2 separate regions of the Drosophila melanogaster genome follow, and region 2 is linked to region 1. The links are chromatin contacts, called in public Hi-C maps. All regions are on one chromosome and are shown on one strand. The core of a region is the stretch at or near the end of the contact, and the rest is flanking DNA. Distances in the headings are between cores, read along the strand shown. Region 1 holds the start of Cdep (Chondrocyte-derived ezrin-like domain containing protein). Region 2 overlaps cno (canoe).

Region 1 (4,219 bases), core at 575-3,074:
TCAGAGGCCTCGCCTCGAGCAAATCAAAGGGAAAATAATGAGCATCTGCTTTAAGGAAAAAGTAAAGATATCACCGGCCAAAGTGGAAGAAATCATAGCGGCTACCAACAACGATATTCGGCAATCCATTAACCACATTGCCCTGCTGAGCGCCAAGGAAGACGCTTCCCAAAAGTCAGGGCAGCAGGTTGCCACCAAGGATCTGAAGCTGGGACCCTGGGAGGTGGTGCGAAAAGTCTTCACCGCGGACGAGCACAAACACATGTCTTTTGCCGACAAGAGCGACCTTTTCTTTCACGACTACAGCCTGGCCCCGCTCTTTGTGCAGCAAAACTATCTGCAGGTCCTACCACAGGGAAACAAGTAAGTCTAGTTTACCTAAGCCAAGGGCGTACCCATTCACCAACTTCACTCTTTGCAGAAAGGATGTCCTGGCAAAGGTGGCAGCTACGGCAGATGCCCTAAGCTTGGGTGACCTTGTTGAAAAGCGTATTCGTGCGAATTCTGCTTGGAGTCTTCTACCCACTCAGGCCTTTTTCAGCTCGGTCCTTCCTGGCGAGCACATGTGTGGCCACTTCACTGGACAGATTAACTTTCCCGGGTGGCTGGGCAAGAATTCCAAGTCTGGAAAACGTGCCAGGCTGGCCCAGGAGCTGCATGATCATACTAGGGTCTGCACCTCGGGCTCAAGGCTATCAGTGAGGCTGGATTACGCCCCCTTCCTTCTGGATAATATTGTGCGACCTCTTGCAAAGGATGGGCAGGAGGGTGTGCCCGCTGCTTTAGACGTTATGAAGGATTACCATCTACTCCGTGAGGATCTGGACTCGCTGGTCGAGCTTACATCCTGGCCCGGCAAGAAATCCCCACTGGACGCAGTGGATGGGAGAGTAAAAGCCGCTTTAACGCGATCCTACAACAAGGAGGTTATGGCATACTCCTATTCCGCTCAAGCAGGCATCAAAAAGAAGAAATCAGAGGCTGCTGGAGCGGATGACGATTACTTGGACGAGGGTCCGGGCGAAGAGGACGGAGCTGGTGGCCACTTATCATCAGAGGAAGACGAGGACAAGGACAACCTAGAGCTGGATAGTTTGATCAAAGCCAAAAAGAGGACAACTACGTCAAAAGCGTCTGGTGGATCCAAAAAGGCTACATCTTCCACGGCTTCAAAGTCTAAGGCCAAGGCCAAAAAGTGAATGCACTAACGATTTCCTATATTATATGATGATTTTTTTGCCATCAAATTTCCCATTTGTAAGTAGTTTTTGTTTAAAATCTCATGAATGGCCGGCACTGGCCGACACTGTTTATACTGCTGAAAATATATATTTACCAATAAAATATGTGCTTGAATTGCAAAACATTTTATTATAACACTGAGTGGCGTAGGTGTAAACTAAAAAGGGAAAAATTGGTAATAAAATAATTGTCTGTATGAATAATACTACGAAAGAATTGAGATGATGATTTTTTAATTGATCAATTGTTTGCTTTAACTGTATAAGGATCAAGAGCGCGAATATGTCAAGCTCAAATTTATTTAAAAAAAATTGTTGGTAACGCGATCAGTGATGGTCACTCCATGCTCTATAATTTAAACTAATTTGTACTATCGTACATTTACATTTGTGAAAAATACGTTTACAATTTAAAAATTAATTTAAGTCTTTAATTTATACTTAATTAATTATTATAAATATATTATAACATAATAACGTTTTTGGCCTGAAACAAATCGATGATGTTGCGAAGCACAATCGATAATGCAGCAATCGATGTTTCGGCAGCCCTGCTATCTCGTGGTAGCGCCAAAGAGTATCGTATCTGAGTTTTTTCCCCGATGTCAACGCGAACGGATGCACGTACTGGGCAGCGGAAAATGCAGTGAAAATTGCCAGAAAAGTCAGGGGACAGCATGTGCGGGCAAATTCAAGCGAAGCATTCGATTAACTGCCAGAGTGCGCGATCCACTTGATTTTCCGGGAATACCTGCCACGTTCGACGGGTTTCGCGTTCTATATTTTTCGCACTGAAAATTCTCGGCTTACGCGCGCCTGTGTGTGTGGGAGTGTGTATCTGTGTATCCGTGTAAAGGGCGCAGCTCGGCGAAAAACAACACCCATAAATGAGCGAAGCCAGCCTGGCGTCGCGCTTTTAATCAAATTAAAATTAATTGTAGTTCAAAGCGTCGAACTCGTCCGCTTTTTTTTGTTTTTTGCGCAACTCTCTGAAAATTCAATAAGCACGTAAATTCCAGCACACACACAACGACTTCAACCGCGCACACACACAGATACAACGCTGCCGAGCTGGGCGAGCGAACGCGAGAGCGAGAGCGAGCGCGCGATAGAGCAGGCAAGTGCAGACTCCGATTCCCTCCCACACCCCCTGCCCAAGCACCCACCCCATTGCTGTTGTTGTTGGGCCAGGCCAGGCCAGTCACAAGGACACTCTCAGCCTCCCAGCTCACGCATACATGCTCACGCCCGAGAGCCAGGGTTTTGCGCTCCTCTCCCCTTCCCATTCCCCTTGCGCTCGGTAAACAGGTGCCGCGCCTTGTACCGTTACTTTGCCTGCCTTCGGAGGGCTTCGTGCTGCGTGTTTTGGCTACACATGTTTACCTTTCAGCACTCGCCCAAACGTCATTGCAGTGAGTGTGAATCCATCCAGGGGTCAAGTGGGGGGAGTGTTGTGAATGAGGGATTCGAATAAACGAATTTTCCAGCTCATAGCTGTCGCCAATACTCCTTTCACGCAGCATGCAAATTGAGATTTACTCATAATGTATTTTTCGCCCACAAGCCATTTGTCATAAAAACGGTAAAGAATATGAATGTGATTTTAGGTTTATCACATTTCGATAGAACTTATGATGCCACTTGTAAGATAGGATATGCTATAACATCCAATTTGGATGTAAAGATAGCGTTTTTTTTTTTTATACGGGAAAAGAGGAAGAATGGCTCTGAAATGCTTATTTTGCTCCCAGTCGAAGTACACATTGTCCACCTATTAATATATTCAAGCTGAATACAATTTCCTTGCTTTTTCGCCTTTCGCCTTTCATCTTACCCGCATCCTGCCTCATTTTTATCGCCCTTTTCACATTTCTCTGCACACAGCGCTCCATATTCAGGTCATTGCATTTGTTCGACGTTCCACCCCATCGAAACACCACCCACTTCTCGCCCTTCCCCACGCCCCCTCTGACACATTATGCTGCGATCGTCCTGCGTGTGAATGTTTACTTTTCAATAGATTTCGCTTTCGTTCACTCGAAAGTCTGTCAGTGGACAAGTTCTTGTTATTTTCCGCCTCATCGGCGGACCCTGCATTTTTATCGGCTCATGAGGTCAGCGCATTTTTCTGTGCCATGGGACGTATCTCTATTTGCATAGTGACGAAACTCTTCAATAATAAACTCCGCAAAAAGACCGAAACTGATATCAGAGACCTTCCGATAAATGGTTTGCGATAAGGCAGAACAAGGAACACAGTTACAGCTGGGCACCCCTAACGGGTTCAGTATCTTTATCCAGACTGCAAAAACAATAGCCAGAAATGAAATAGATACACCATGGGTGTACATGGGTGAAAGACAGTTGTTCTTGCGTAAGACGACCTCTGTTCATATTTTGGTTGAATGCGAGGTCTGTCTGTAAAAATATAGTATAGTTCGACATACAGGAGGTTTCACTGTACACCACACATATGCAGCACTCTGTTTACACCGCTTCTTATCAGCAGAACGCGGTGTGTGTGGGAGAACCGCTTGGGGCGGGCTAGCGGCACAGATAAGCCAACGCCGACAACACACTTGACTGAAGAGAGCGGAACCGAAGCTGTCAAAATACCCGTTTGTTAGCAAGCTGGTCGTTGAGTTTTTGGCTAGTCAACAGCCCTTCTGACATCATCATTGGGGCTCTTTTAGGATGGATCAAAGTCCCGGCCTAAAAGTTTGCCGTGTAGAAAACTAGGCATATTCTTCATATTCAGTACGTAGTTTGTAGGGTAAACTGTTGGAATATATTTTCCACTTATGACAATGTCGAAGCCATTACACGGATGCAATGGATAAATATAGGCCGAGACAAGAACAACTTGACTTGGCTTGTTGGCCAAAAGAGAACGAGATATTCGTGCAGACAAAATGAGTTAATAGTGGACTCTGGAGAGACTATCTGTCGTTGAATCCCAGAGATACACAGATACAACA
Region 2 (4,219 bases), core at 897-3,396, 280 kb after region 1:
AGCCAGGACGATTATTGGCTTGGACCTGCTCAGACAGTCGGAGCCCCAAAATCCCCAAATATAAGGACAAAGACAGCCGGATGGAAACTGCCAGCTTTCGAACCCTTTAAACTTCAGCCGGGTCAAGGTTGATGGTGGAACTTTTCCAGCTGATGTCAAATTGAGCACTCGCGGGGGTCATGTGCACGAAAATTTAACTAATTAAAACAAATTATCCGCAATTAGCCAATAAAGGGGTACATTAAATGTCTCCCCAGAACAGCACAACATTTTACATAGTTTACAAAAAAAAAACAATATGCGCAAATGAAACCATTCTATAAACTAGAAATATCACGCTAAACGGAGTAGGAGCTGATTATAGATATTTCCTCAGACACTTTAAGAATTTTCCTAGAATGAATATATTGTGTGCCTTTAAGAGAAGACTCTTAACAGGATTATTTCCCCATCGGACTACGTATATAATTTCAATGTGACCGTGCTTAGAGCCGGTCCTTAAACTTACATGCAGAATGGTCGGCTGACTAATGTGGTGGCCATTGACAAAGGTCAGGGCATCGGTGTGCAGCGGGGTCACGGTGCAAACCCCCTCCAGCAGCGAAATGAGGCAGTGCCTCGGCTGGATCGAGGGTCCGAATAGCTGCAGGCAGTTAGTGTTGGCCGACCCCACCTCCACCGGGTCGCTGCCCAACTTAATCCGCCGGCCGCCGTCGCCGCTGTGCGTCACCTCCACCAGGACGGGTCCCTCCCGATCTCCGGATATGTGGTTCGCCCCGTTGGCCGCGCCCAGTGGTTTTTTCTTTCTCCTCCGGGGCTGTGAGTCCGCCGGACGTCTCCGCACATGGAACATGATGGAGCCTGAAAATATAAAATATTAAAAGTTAATACTACACTGAATATAGGCTAGTGATGAATTTAAGTATGATGTAAATTTACTCGTTAAATTCATTGTTCAAAATAGTATTCAAATACAACAACAAAAAAATATATATAAAACAAATAGTATGCAACCGCAGCTTTTTAGCCGCCTTTTTTTTTTGTGTCTCGCTGGGAAATGCAGTTTACGCTGAATGAGTCAAAATTGTGAATCTCTGCCGCGAAAAGGAATGATGACTGCCATGACAGTCGAGGCAGTAATCAATGATGTCCGCTTGAGAATAATAACATTAACAAAATATAGTTCTATAGTTTTAACTTTTCTTGCTCCATTTTTTGTAATTCAAAATATTTGAATTATAAATCTTAAAAATCTGATCCATATCGATGTACGATATGGTATGAAACGCTTGTAGTTAATCCGTATCCAATATCGTGCCCACTAGTGTTCGAACCTCGAAATAAACGCTCTGTGCAATCGCATCCCATCAGTTCGCGTCGGAAGTAACAAAGGCGAATAGAAATTCCAAAAACGAAATCCACTTCGGGCTGCATCATCAATTTCATCTCGATATTAGATGTTCATTTTGCCAACCAGCGAAAAACAATCTACTTTACTTCACATACAGGGGGAATCAACCGGGGGATATATGTATATGCAATATATCCATATTTATAGCATTCCTGAACCCAGACTGAACTGACCGACCGACTGACTGACTGGCTGGCTGACTAGCTGCCTGAATATCCGAACGATGGCAGACGGCAGACAGCTGAGTGGAAAAACTTCGCTGCCTGGTTCTTTGATATAAAAATGTATATGTATATACATTCCGTAACTTTTCATAGACGACAACTGCAAAAGCAAACCAACAGTGTGCACACACACTATATATTTTCAGTCTGAAACGTATTACCATGAAGTAATTTAATATTTGACTTAGCTACATATGGTCCTGAAAGCATTCCAGTTAGAGGCTGTAGAGAATGTCTTCTATAATGACACACATTATTTTGCTTGATTTCAATATATATATATATATATATATATATATATATATATATATATATATATATATATACTCTGGGAAGTACAAGCCATACCCTCATCTCAGATGTTTCTGCTGCTGCTGTTTATTGTATAGAATGCTTAACGAAGCGTGCAAAAAGCGATGGCAACTACGGCAGAACACCTCCCCCTGCTGCGACAAAACCCATTTTTGGGCCATGGTTTTGGGGCAAATTGCAGCAGATGAAGGCGAGATGCAAGACCAGACTTGGCATATGCCAAAGGCATTTTGGCAATGCAGGCTAAATAAGGCATGGCAGGGCGTGGTATGTGCAACATATTGGATGGCGGGGAGGAAACCCCAGGGGAAATCTAGCCACGCATTCAACTTGAAAAGGGGGGAGCTGAGGAACAACAATTTGTAAAAGAACAACGTAGAGCCAAAATGAATTGTATTTCTGCTTCAAAATATCTTTTCTGCGAGACCAAGGAAACCACAGCTGTATTTTTGTGTACACAAGTATTATTAATATTTGGCTCACACACATGGATTTAAAGTCAAAACATCGTTCGGATGGCGTTGTGCAAAACTTTTCCGAAAACTTCTGGTCGCTCTCAGAATAATCAACTCCAAAATGTGTGCTGCCACCAAACAGAAAGCAAACAATAAGGCAGCCGAGAAGCAGCTTAGGAAAGAAGCCAAAACATGAGCACGCTTCATATACTCGATGTGGAGGAGACCTTGAGTGGAATGACTGAATAATCTCCTTGTTTGAATTGAAGCTTGTTTGGAGTTGAGCCGATGGGTTTGTTGAAAGCCGGTCAGACGAGAAAGTTGATCGGAGATTAAGAAGGGGATTATTTCAAGAACATGGGACAAAACACATATTCTTAGACCCCTATAGTGACTATATTAATTATGTTTTCATTTGAAACGATTTAAGTGGCCGGTTCCTATTCCAGCCCATACTATCTCTCCCAACTGCAGATGACAGTTCCCAATAACCGTGTTCACCAGACCAGGTAATTTATAACCGAACCATGCACGTCGTACAATTGTAAATCAATCAGTAAATGGACAAGCTCAACACTGGAAGACAGCTCAATAGCGCGACTGGCAATTGAGGTATGCATATAGAATCGGAACTTGGTTCACCGTCACACAATTTAAAAGGTCCTGACCTATTCTTGTGTACATTCTCATACAATTAACTGCCGTTCCAAACAATATAATTATTATCGTAGAAATGGTAAAAACGTCTAAGGAGTTAACCAAATATATCGATTTCGAAAGGAGTACAGTTTTTTCTTTTAAGAGCACTTGTGACTTTATTTCTAGCCAGAGAAAGAAAGCCAACAACGTTTCGTCCTTGGCAGTTGACATTTGGAAAGCAGAAACGAGGGGCACATTGATAAAGTGCAGTGCCAAACGGATGCCAGAAAAATCGTTTTAATTGTTCCGACTTGGTCAACAGCTTGGCCGGCCCAAAGGTAGCACCACCCCCCACCTATTCACCCATCCATTCGCCCACTCACCACCGGCTCCATTGTTGACACAAGAAAACGGGCAAATTGCAAAAGCCATCAAAAACAGGTGGTGAGGGAGCTGGCAGGGCGCCTGGTTGTGGGGCAGTTGGTGGGTGGATGGCTATGGGTGGGTGTGAGGAAGGCTCGGGCGTAGACGAACGAGCCATGAAATTGATTCGGCCAACAACGTGCCAGGATCATGTGTGTAGCCTCCGACTGTCCTTGTGTGCGGCTGTATGCACGTGCATAAGTGCGAATAAATTGGCAACAGAGCACAAAGGACGGAAGGCGGGGTGCATTTTACAGAGTGAAAAACAATGCAGGGAAATTGCATAACGAGTTGAGTGACTGGGGCAGAATCCGCACCAGGATAGGTATCCACAAAACTGTGGACTCGCTGGGTGTGCCGGGAAATGTGGAATCTGGCCCAGCCACCAAGCGCTGGGCGCATTAATTTTTATTAGCGCAGCTTGTGCTCTAATGGCCAAAGCGATTAGAAAGAGGAAAGTGGGTTGCTGAAGTGTCCCATTCGGTTTGGTTAGATGGGCATTTGGCAGGCATAAATCAGAGAAGGGGTCTTGCTCACTCTTAAACGTGCTGGTTCTTTCAGATATATTAACCACCTCATCTCTTAATAATTAAAACGCGACCTTTTCCGTGCCAGTCTATTCTTTTCTAAAAGCCTTGATTTCATTTACAGAGTATTCGATGTTCAGTGCGTCCTTTCATTATGCTGTTTTTAATTAGTCGAAGAAACGGCAGGAAATGAAACTTTCTCCTCAAACTTCGCAGCAGAGCATGCCA

Evidence for each region. A called contact is a pair of places that touch in the nucleus more often than the background predicts.
Region 2: a contact with region 1 is called in a Hi-C map of the S2 cell line, with 1.8 times the contacts expected there. The contact joins the enhancer-like site here to the promoter of Cdep in region 1. A contact is called at or near these places in 7 of 107 Hi-C or Micro-C datasets (the Kc167 cell line, the OSC cell line, the S2 cell line and 1 more).

Annotation. Positions count from the first base shown.
Region 1 is chr3R:4,908,728-4,912,946 of dm6, forward strand. Cdep (Chondrocyte-derived ezrin-like domain containing protein) reads left to right here and starts at 1,825. Exons shown (of 13, transcript NM_169022.2): 1 at 1,825-2,358. Gnf1 (Germ line transcription factor 1) reads left to right here. Exons shown (of 4, transcript NM_079505.3): 3 at 1-363; 4 at 422-1,354. The coding sequence ends at 1,199.
Region 2 is chr3R:5,186,800-5,191,018 of dm6, forward strand. It overlaps cno (canoe), which reads right to left. Exons shown (of 20, transcript NM_001316565.1): 7 at 509-861. Among named protein-coding and RNA genes, the nearest start is that of snRNA:U4atac, 6.3 kb to the right of the region's middle. Within about 2 kb of position 2,147, at least 17 of the 39 cell types and tissues checked have an H3K27ac peak or open chromatin away from gene starts, as enhancers often do. A contact at or near this core is called in the OSC cell line, the S2 cell line and eye imaginal disc, where this site is marked.